Linked DNA regions of Mus musculus: region 1 is linked to region 2. The links are chromatin contacts, called in public promoter capture Hi-C maps. All regions are on one chromosome and are shown on one strand. Each heading gives the region's core, a stretch centred on a gene start, on an enhancer-like site or on the middle of the called end of the contact. The rest is flanking DNA. Distances are from core to core; before and after follow the strand shown. Region 1 overlaps Slc20a2 (solute carrier family 20, member 2). Region 2 holds the start of Thsd1 (thrombospondin, type I, domain 1).

Region 1 (5,118 bases), core at 2,387-4,886, 340 kb after region 2:
TTTAACTTCTTTGGGGTGGGGCTTGAATTCTGTGAACCTCGCTTGCCTCGAGTGTGGGAAGCCATGTCATAACAGCACTGCAGTTACAACAACAAAAACAGCCCCTGAAAGATCAGCAAGACAGTGCTCCCCTTATAAGATTGGCCCAGTGGCACGTGGTCCCCATCCATCACCTGCCACCGTCCCCAGAAACACTGGTGACACCGATAAAATCAAGAGCAGCACAATGTTCTCTGCATCTGGGCAGGAGTGCTGTGGGGGCCCTGTCTCGGGACGCCTCGGAGGGCCTCTTGTGCAGGGAGAGCCTGGAGGTCCTCAGGAATAGACACTGTCAGCGTCCAGCTGGCACTGTCTGACGGAGCAGGGCAGCTCTCAGTGTGGTAAAGCAGCGGGCACTCCCTCCATGAACAAAGCTTTGGACCTTCAAACTCTGGCTAGAGAGATCAGAAAAACATGCACAAAATGACTATCCCCAAAGCGCAGTGAGCGCTTAAGGTGACAGAGTAACCGCTTACAACTCAGAGACTCACTGAGACTTTGAAACAGTGTCATCTAGTTTAAAAAAATAAAAATTAAAAAAGAAATCTGACAGCAGAGTCGTCTGGGGACAGGCTTATCAAGCCCTGTCAGGACTCAGTCCAGAACCATTTGCAATTTACCATGAGCCTGTCTGGGACAACCCTCGGAGCTAGGCAAGTGGGGTCCTTCCAACACGAGTCCAAAGCTAAGAGACATGAGGTTTCCCACCCAGCACAGAGCAGAGCTGACCCGGAAGCCAATCCATGCGGACCCTCAACACACTGTCAACCAGAGTAGGGACGAGATCTGGAGAGACCTGAAAACCACGTGTCAAAGCTCTGGCCAGACCTCGAGAGGCCTGGGAAGCAGCAGTGTCGGGGGTATGGGGTGGGGGAGCACACGATGGTCTAAACAGTGTCCGCAGGAGCACCGTGGACGGTGCCCGGCTTCCAGGGCAGTTGTAAGAATGTGCCATCAGTGGTGGCCATCACCGCACAGTGTGAGGACTGACTTGTCTCTCCAGCTAGCAGCTAGAGTCAGGAGCTGAGATGGCAGTGGACATGGAAAGGGATTTGAGGGAAAGATAAGAGAGAAAGAACTCGGTGCTCAGATTTACTCTGAGTGGTTTTTTTTTCAAGTACCTTTTCAGAACCATGTAATTGTACTGAACCCTGCCTAACTCTGCCTAAGATGGTAAGATGGCCAGTCTTCTGGAGTGCTGTTTATATTCACTTAATGTCATTTATCACCGTAGATTACATAAGCTACAAATACAATACGATTAGCTAATTTTAAAAACTGAGAAGTCACTATATATTGTGTATACTGTTGTGCCTATATATAGTTAACTTTTTTTTTTTTTTTCCCCAGCAATGCTATTGGTCCCCTTGTGGCTTTGTGGCTGATATATCAACAAGGCGGAGTTACACAAGAAGCTGCTACTCCAGTCTGGCTGCTGTTTTACGGAGGAGTTGGCATTTGCACAGGTCTCTGGGTTTGGGGCAGAAGAGTGATCCAGACCATGGGGAAGGACCTCACGCCCATCACACCGTCCAGGTGAGGAGGCCCAGGTGAGGCCTCAGGAGGCCGTGCTTAGGAGAGAGGTGGGCCTTACTGCAGAAGTCAGCCTATCAGATCTTCCTCCTGCTCCTCTCACGAAGCCGATGGTCATGTGAGAAAGCGCAGAGGGATTCCTCCCGGCCTCATTCCCCACCAGCAAGCTTCTTCCCCATCCTATCTCCCCTTGGCCAGGCCATCTACCCTGACGGAGCAAGCGGGAAGGCAAACTAGGGGGCTGCTGTAGTTCCCAGTCTATCCGCAGTCATTCTAATGCAGTGTGACACAGGCGCAAACTAGAGCCTGGGGCCGGCCTGTTCCAAACTCCCTAGCCACATCCACTCTCCTACTCTTGTTGGCTTTCTGTGCCAATACAAAACACCCAAGGTATGCAGTTCTGAATAGGACAGGTCCTTGTGGTTCGTGCTTTCACAGGTCCGTTTCAGTTTGTCCTCCTTCTGCAACCTGGGTCATAGGAAAAACAAGACAAACAAAACAAAATCCACCTCATAGCCAGCAAGCAAAAGCAAACAAAGGAAAGGCCAGAGTCCTACACCCCTCAAGGATATGCCCCAGTGACCCAGACACCCCCACCTAAAGATTATATCACTTCCCAAAGAGTCTCACAACATCCCATGGACCACACTTTGACATACGGGCCTTTGGGGGCACAAACTCCAAAACGTGGCCCCTGCCTAACCCCAGATAGTCAAGCCCTGAGACCTGCCATCCTCCAGGGTCCTTAGGACAGGGCATGCACATCTGAGATGTCATGTTAGTCATCCTGTGGAGCAGCCTGTGGCTGTGTGGCTCAAGGTTAGCTAGCAGATCTCAGCTGACAGAATACAACTAAACTTCAGAACTATCTGTTGTAGGAAATCTTTTTTTCTCCGTGTTTCTTTTTTAAACTTATTTTAGGGATTTCTGTTCCCTTTGGTTTCCAATTTTCAGTTCCCCATCCTTAAGATCCATCCTAACAAAAGGTTATTTTAGAAGACTAGATTGAAAAAAATTTGTTATCTGAAGATTGCTAAATTGGTCATCTGAAGATTGCTTTTTTGTAATACGTTCACACGTTGTTTAAAACAAGCACCTAGTCTTTCCTTTGCCCCAGTAGAAATGAGTAATTTATCATCTTACTGCACAGCAGGAATTTCTGACCCAGTTGCACACTTCAGGTTGGAAAACATGCTAGGAAAACAAGGTCATGGGCGTCAGCTGCACAGCCCGCTGCCCTGCTGCGAGCAACAGAGTCTTGTTCTCCTAATGGTCATCTGGCTCAGGCAGCCGTCCACAACCAGCTTACAGAATGTTCTGGCAAGACTTCTGCAGCCACGGGGTGTCGGCAAGGCCACACAAAGAGCTCCTGTGACGTTGTCTTCCTGTCCCCCCCACACAGTGGCTTCACTATTGAGCTGGCCTCTGCCTTCACCGTGGTGATTGCCTCCAACATCGGGCTTCCTGTCAGCACCACGCACTGCAAGGTAGGCCCCTGCCAGCCAGAGACTGCCATTCTGAGGGGTGGCAGGTCGGTCTGAAAAGAAGCAGCTACACCGTGTGGTTGGTGTGGGACAGCCAGGCCTGTTTGTTTCCCTAGCACCCGCCTCTAATCCTTCCCGGTCCCCAGCAAGGCACCTGGTGCTGAGGCTGTGCCTCCTCAGCACCAGTGAGAGCTTCCACTCGCCTGTGCCCTCACTGTGCCCACCTGCAAGTTCCCCTTGAAGTCGTGTGTGCACTGAGCCTGACTGCAGGTTCCCATGGGATGTGCCCTCCGGTTCCTGCCACTGCGCAGAACTGACCTCAGAGCAGGACAGAAACAGAAGGAAACAAAAATTATTTCAGAGCAATTATAAGATGTGGCTGCTTCTGGTTCTCCCCTCACATGACGCTTAGGCTGACTCTTGTGCCTTAGAGTCTATTCCAAATGAGGGTCAGGAGGTAGCTCCTGATGCTGGTATGGTGTATTATGTCCAGTTGTTCACAGGGTCCTCCTAATTGTAATCAATCAGTAGACATCACCATACCAACCAACCTGACTCTGATGTATGAGGCGACCCCCACTGGGCACCGCTGGAAGTGCAACGGGACGTTGACCCACTCACAAACTGCAAGGACGGTTGAGATAGCACTTGCCCAGCCTCACAGATGAGGGAATGGAGGCAGAGAGAGGTTAAGAAGCATTCCCACCCAGGGCTGGCATGGTGCTCTGCTGTTCCCCTCCCTCGTACACAGGAGGAAGGCCAGCAGAGACTGGCACCCCCACTGCTCACCCACGGGGACTGCTCCAATGTCGGGAGGTTTTAAAATAATGAAAGGTTCTTGGGCGGCTCATAATGATAGCGTGTGTCCCTAGCACAACTGAGATCCTGAGTTCAGCCAATAGTGCCACAAAAAAATGAATACAAATTACCAAAGAAGCACGGGTTCACTGAAATACTTAACAAAAAACAGGGTGGCCTATGAGGATAGCCATCTCCCTGTTCTCCACGCTTACTCTGTGCCAAGGAAAAGGCAGCTAGCTTCTCAATTTCCCATTTACTCATTCACTGTGTGTGTGTGCGCACGACATTCATGCGGTGGTCACCATGTGGGTGGGTCCCAGGGTTGAACTCAGCTCATCAGCCTTAGGTGGCAGCTGTGTGGGTGAGCACCTTTACCCACCGGGCCATCTCAGCTGCCCACTTTCCGCCATTTTGTAGGCATAAACAGTCACACCTGCCCGGCTTCCCTAGCTGTTGTCACCTATTAGCCATCTTCTCCACAGTAATGGAATATAAGTCACATGGAGAGGAACTCCTGCCTAGCAATTCCAGCCTCTCTGGAAGGAGACTTGATTAGGAATATGGAGGCCAGTGAAAGGATAGCAGAGAACATGAAGACCCTGTGTTATGTGGAAATGTCACAGTAAAACCATTATGTGCACATAGGTGCATATACTAACTTTCAAACTTAACTCTCAAGTCGGGCATGGTGGTGCACTAGGGCTCAAGAACCAGAGGGAGGGCAGAATCTCTTGAGTGTGAGGCCAACCTGGGCTACACAGCAAGTTCCAGGCCAGCCTGAGCTACATAGTGAGACCCCTGTCTCAAAAAAATTAATTAGTTATTAAGTAAAGTAAAATAAAATCAAACTTTAATTTTTCACCTTGAATTATAACTTGCTCGATATTTATAGCATAATAGGGATATTTTATTAAGATATTTATATCTAATTTGTATAAGACCTTAATAAATATGTATGTTACTGTTACCAAGGTGCCTGCACTGAGCACATAGTCAATTCTGTTTCCGTGATACAATAAGTAGTACAAGGAAGAGCTGTTGGTATGAGCAGGTCCTGCGCGCAGGACCACAGTGGGACGGTGTGTGCAGCAAGGCCAGACAACTAACAGAGAGAAACTGCCCACATCCAAATGAAAGTACAGAAACCTCCAGCTTGATTAGAAAGTGTGTCAAATGGGGGCAGCACTCGCGGAACCTGCATAGCTGCAGGGGGGCACAGTGATTTTACAATAATTCTAGTAGGAAACAAGGCTCTCGAGGT
Region 2 (4,914 bases), core at 575-3,074:
CTCCCTGCTCACCAACCCACCCAATCCCGCTTCCTGGCCCTGGCATTCCCCTACACTGGGGTATAGAACCTTCACAGGACCAAAGGCCTCTCCTCCCATTGATAACCGACTAGACCATCCTCTGCTACATATGCGGCTAGAGCCATGAGTCCCAACCATGTGTTTTCTTTGGTTGGTGGTTTAGTCCCAGAGAACTCTGGAGGGTACTGGTTAGTTCATATTGTTCTTCCTATAGGGTTGCAGACCCCTTCCGCTCCTTGGGTACTTTCTCTAGCTCCTTCATTGGGGACCCCGTGCTCCGTCCAATGGATGGTTGTGAGCATCCACCTCTGTATTTGTCAGGCACTGCAGAGCCTCTCAGGAGACAAGGCTGCTATTTTTAAAATGCATGTAAGATTTAAGTCTCACAACCAAAAAGTGACCTTTTTTTGGTGAGAGTGTCCTTGGGAAGGTTAATACAGAGCAAGGTGCCTTTTGTGTTTCACTGACTCCCCACAAAACTTTAACTGCTATATTCCTTTTATTGCAGAGGAAAGCTGGGATTGGGCAACTCAGGGCTACCTGGAATCACCAAGTGCGACCATAAGACTTTACCCGCTGAACTCTACACAGGCGCTTCCATTGAGATTTTTTTAAATTGCATTTTGTTTTTTGTTTTCAAAACCAATAGTCCCAGGAACTATCTGATGTTCATATGGCAGGCACGAATTTGAAAGGGATCCTACCTTGAGCTGATGAATGACAGAGCAGATCGTATTGACGGCAGTGAGAACTTCCTTGGTCACTTGGTTGATTACTCCCTAGAAAAACTTGACCTTTGATGGCATCTAAGTGACTGCGCTGTCTTTTAAGATCAACTTTCTGCAACTGGCATAATCTCCAAACTTGAGGCGAAATTTACAAGCCAACCATTGGCTCCCCCTCACCAACTTGCTAAGCAAGAGCTCCGCTGCTGCTCTGTATGTAGTGCCTCGCCCACAGTCTGCCTCCAGGAACAGGCTCTCGTTTGTACAGTCCAGGCTGACCAGGTATGTGAAATCCTGTTTCCCCAGTTCCTGAGATTACAGGCACATGCCCCACATCCAGTCTCATGGGTCTGACACATGCACAGTAAATCCACACAACTCGGTCCTAACATGCTTCACTCCTCGAGAGTTTCCTGGTACCTCTTGCTGGGTGCTGGCCATCTAGAGGCTATGCTGATTTCTATTACTAAATTTGTCTGTTAAGTGGTTGTTACACGCAAAAGAAAGCTCACTGCACAGCGCTGGATGGCAAGTGCAGCTGTTAAACCACGTGAAACGTAGCCTCCGGTTCTTTCAGAAAGAAAATACTTGTAGAATAGACTTTTTTAAATGTTTATTTTTAAAATGTTTAATTAACCAAGTTTTGCTCCAGAGGAAGAGAAAGGAAAATGCGCTTTATCTGAAGTATATTCCTTTCAAACTCCAGTGACATTTGGGGGAGCAAGTTTAGAAATTACCCATACCACTTTTTGGCTCTTCTTGTGATCACCCTCCAAAAGAAAATGACATGGGGGAGAAGTGAATGGTTTAAGTGCAAGGCTGCTGGCTCTCTCTTAAAGCACTGGGTCTTTGCAGCGGGAAGTGGACTGTGGGTGTAAATACGTGCTGCACTAGCAGCGACCACACCTCCTAGCAGGGCCTCTGGACCCAGAGTTTCCTGCAGGTTTCCTCTCCACAGGGCAAGCTAGGGGCGGGCAGGAAAGGAAGATGCGCTGCCCAGGAGTGGGAGCGGGGCGGACCTCTTGCGCTTGACCCCCGCCCTCTGAGAGCCCGCCTCGGGGCGTGGTCCCGGCAGCCTGGGAGCGTGCCGGAGCTCTGGACCCGGGCGGGCGTGCAGCTGCGGGACGGGAGATGCTCGGTCAGTCACCCTGTGGCCGCTGAGGCTCCCCTCTCACTTCCGCCGTGCCAGACAGACCCGACCCGAGGTAAGGATCCGAAGCTCAGGTGGCCCACCACCAGGGCGGGCACCTGGCGCAGGCGTGGCCGAATGACGGGACTCTCAAAGGCAGGAGTTCAGATTGGAACCTTTGGAAACTCAACGTTGCGACATACGTTTGTGGCTTTCCAAAAGTCTCTTTCTGGGATACTAACAATAAGCAATGACCTCAGTAACAAGTTTTATGCTGACTACCACTGGACTGGGTTTGCACCCGGGAACTTGAAGCACCTCTGGAAAGTGAGTTGGTAGGAGAGCAGGGCTTCACGGGGGACGCACAGCTCACCCCATGGTTGGGATAGAGAAAGCTTGTTCAGAAGCGCAGCTCTGGGATCCAGATTGCCTCCTAACAGACATTATTCCTGGATCTATACACAGAAGCCTTGCTTGTGAAATTACTTTGTTTCTCCTTCTATTCTTTTATTTTCCTCCTTTTATTCTTTAACGATGTCCTGTGGATATAAATTAATTTTCCTTTGTTGTCGGCTATGAATCATTTAGCTGCTTTCTGAAAAGCTTGGCTTTAAGGGGGGGAGGGGGTGATTCTGTTAGCCATTGAGAATATCCACACACACTTTTCTCCACTTTCTCGGCTGGGACTTTTACTGTTTTTCTTAGCTCCAAAGGTTCAAACCCAGGGTCTCTCACATGCTAGGCAAGTCCTCTACCACCCAAGCCCTATACAAAGCATTTCAAACATCTTGAAAATGTTCCCACTTTCCTACTTTCTTAAAATGATTCTCAGCACCAAACATTTTACTCAGCAACTACTCAGGGAATTGGGGACGTGGTGAAAAAAGGTAATAATCAGTAGTGCCCCCTCCCATTTTAGAGGCTTATTATAATCATCATCATAGTGCATGCCCTAATGCTCAGGTAGACTGCGTTCTATAATTCCATCTCTGTCCAGCTCTAAGTACAGATCATCACACAGGTCTGTATTTAACCACCCATCTTCATAAGCAAGAAAATGCAATCACAGAATCAGTGATGAGAAAGAGTTTTAAGAAGAATATTATCTCCGAGAAGCAAGCCATCCAAGAAAGCTGAGTTCACCTTTCCGGAGGCCGCTGCTAGGTGGTGTCCTATTATGTTGTCTAGGCTGGTCTCAGACTCCTAGGCTTAAGCCATCCTCCTGCCTCAGATTTTGGGGGGAGCTACAGATGCTGGGGCCACCATGGGATGCTTCCTCTGAGTCTTTCATCTGAAGTCTTAAAGTCGTGTTCCCCATCCAAATTCAAGGTAATGATTAGATCAAATCCAAGGCGACTTCCACTAAAACAGAATTTCCTTTTTTGATGCGCTGAGGAAAGGAAGGGAGGCCAATCATCTGCATAGTTAAGCTGCAACCCCCACCCCTTCGTTTTCAGGAAGTGCAGAGTTTCCTTTGTTCTCCTAGCTCTTACTGAACAAAAGCTAATAGAGACACACCAGCTTCCTTCCCACTGAGTGGTGGCTTGTTTCAATCTGCCTGCTTAACTCTGTTAATTCTGTCTTCTATCAGAAGGTATGGAGTCTGTGTTTGCAAAGTTATACACGGGTAGAGATGCGCTTCAGTGGTAGAGAGCTTTCGTGGCCCACATGAGGCCACAAAGAAACTGTTATCTATGAATAACAAGGGACAGTAAGCATTAAGAAAGCATATTTTTTGGTTATGCTTAATAGAGCAGTTGGATTACTAGATTCTAGTACAAAGAAACTACCTTTAAGCGACCCAAGGCTTATTCTGTAGTACTCTAGTATTTCTATCCAGGTACAGTATCCCTTCCTACAATTCACCATGAACCTCAGGCCAGTAAGGTCTTCCCTTGCCCACCTACGTGGTCTGGGAAGATTGCTGCATGAATCAACCATCCCCTGATGCATATCAGCACCACTCATTGGAAGGCTGACAGGGGAAGGTAATTTTTATTTGTCTGTTTTCTCCATAGACTACCCAAACAAGAAAAGCAAGGCCAGATAGAGTTCACATAAAGTTGTAATATACTGAGTGTCTATTGTTTTGTTTTGTTTCTCATTTTGTTAAAAATTAAAAACATTTTTTCTTTTATTGAAAATAGATATTTTCCCCTCATACAATGTATCCTGATTACAGTTTCCTCTTCCCTGCTCCTCCCAGTTCCTCCTCCCTACCTCCCCTCCCATCCAGATCTACTACACCCTTTCTGTCTCTCATTAGAAAACAGGCAACTAAGGAATAATAATAAAATAACATGTAAGAAAAACAAATCAACATATAACAAAATAACCAAACAGGAAAAAGAACCAGAGAAAAAGAACAAGAAATGCACAGAGACAAAGAGACACACACATTCACATTCATACTCACAGGGGTCCTAGCAACACTCAAAACCAGAAGAAACACAATATATATGCAAAGGAACTGTAAGGCTAAAAATAAAAAGAGCCGTGACTTAGCATAATGAAACAAAGACCCTCCAAAGATAGCACTGAGTTCATTTTGTGTTGGCCATCTACTGCTGGACATAGGGTCTTACCCTTAAGCGTGGTTAGTTTCCCCAGTGAGACTCCCTTGGAGAAAACTACATTTTCATTTGCAAGTGGCTATCAGTTGGAGATGGCTTCTGAGTTAGGGATGGGGACTATGTCCACTTCTCTCAGCTCTCAGATCCCATTTGATGTAGACTTGTGCAGGACCTGTGGATACATCCTCCATCTCTGTGAGTTCACATGGGTACCAGCCCTGCTGTATCTAGAAGGCCTCAATTCATTGATGTCCCTCAGCCCCTGTCTTTCTAGTCTTTCTGTCTTCTCATTCTCAGTTCCCTGAGCCCTGAGGGGAGGGATTTGATGGAGACATCCCATTTAAGGCTGAGTGTTCCGAGATCTCTCACTCTCTGCATAAAAATAATTTTATCGTACCATGTGTTTTAATCACATTCTCCCCCCCCCCCCAGCTTCTCTGACTTTTCTCTCCAACCAATTTCATGC

Evidence for each region. Promoter capture Hi-C pulls out the DNA fragments that hold promoters and counts their contacts.
Region 1: a promoter capture Hi-C map of neural stem cells shows a contact between it and region 2. The contact joins the enhancer-like site here to the promoter of Thsd1 in region 2. A contact is called at or near these places in 10 of 39 promoter capture datasets (the 3T3-L1 cell line, the C10 cell line, the HPC-7 cell line and 6 more), 3 of 484 Hi-C or Micro-C datasets (bone marrow-derived macrophages and embryonic stem cells) and 2 of 9 other capture datasets (embryonic stem cells and liver).

What each region holds. Positions count from the first base shown.
Region 1 is chr8:22,562,640-22,567,757 of GRCm38.p6, forward strand. Slc20a2 (solute carrier family 20, member 2) reads left to right here. Exons shown (of 11, transcript NM_011394.3): 9 at 1,390-1,575; 10 at 2,975-3,059. Among named protein-coding and RNA genes, the nearest start is that of Vdac3, 29 kb to the right of the region's middle. Within about 2 kb of position 3,637, at least 75 of the 459 cell types and tissues checked have an H3K27ac peak or open chromatin away from gene starts, as enhancers often do. A contact at or near this core is called in liver and neural stem cells, where this site is marked.
Region 2 is chr8:22,225,479-22,230,392 of GRCm38.p6, forward strand. It overlaps Thsd1 (thrombospondin, type I, domain 1), which reads left to right and starts at 1,825. Exons shown (of 5, transcript NM_019576.2): 1 at 1,825-1,951.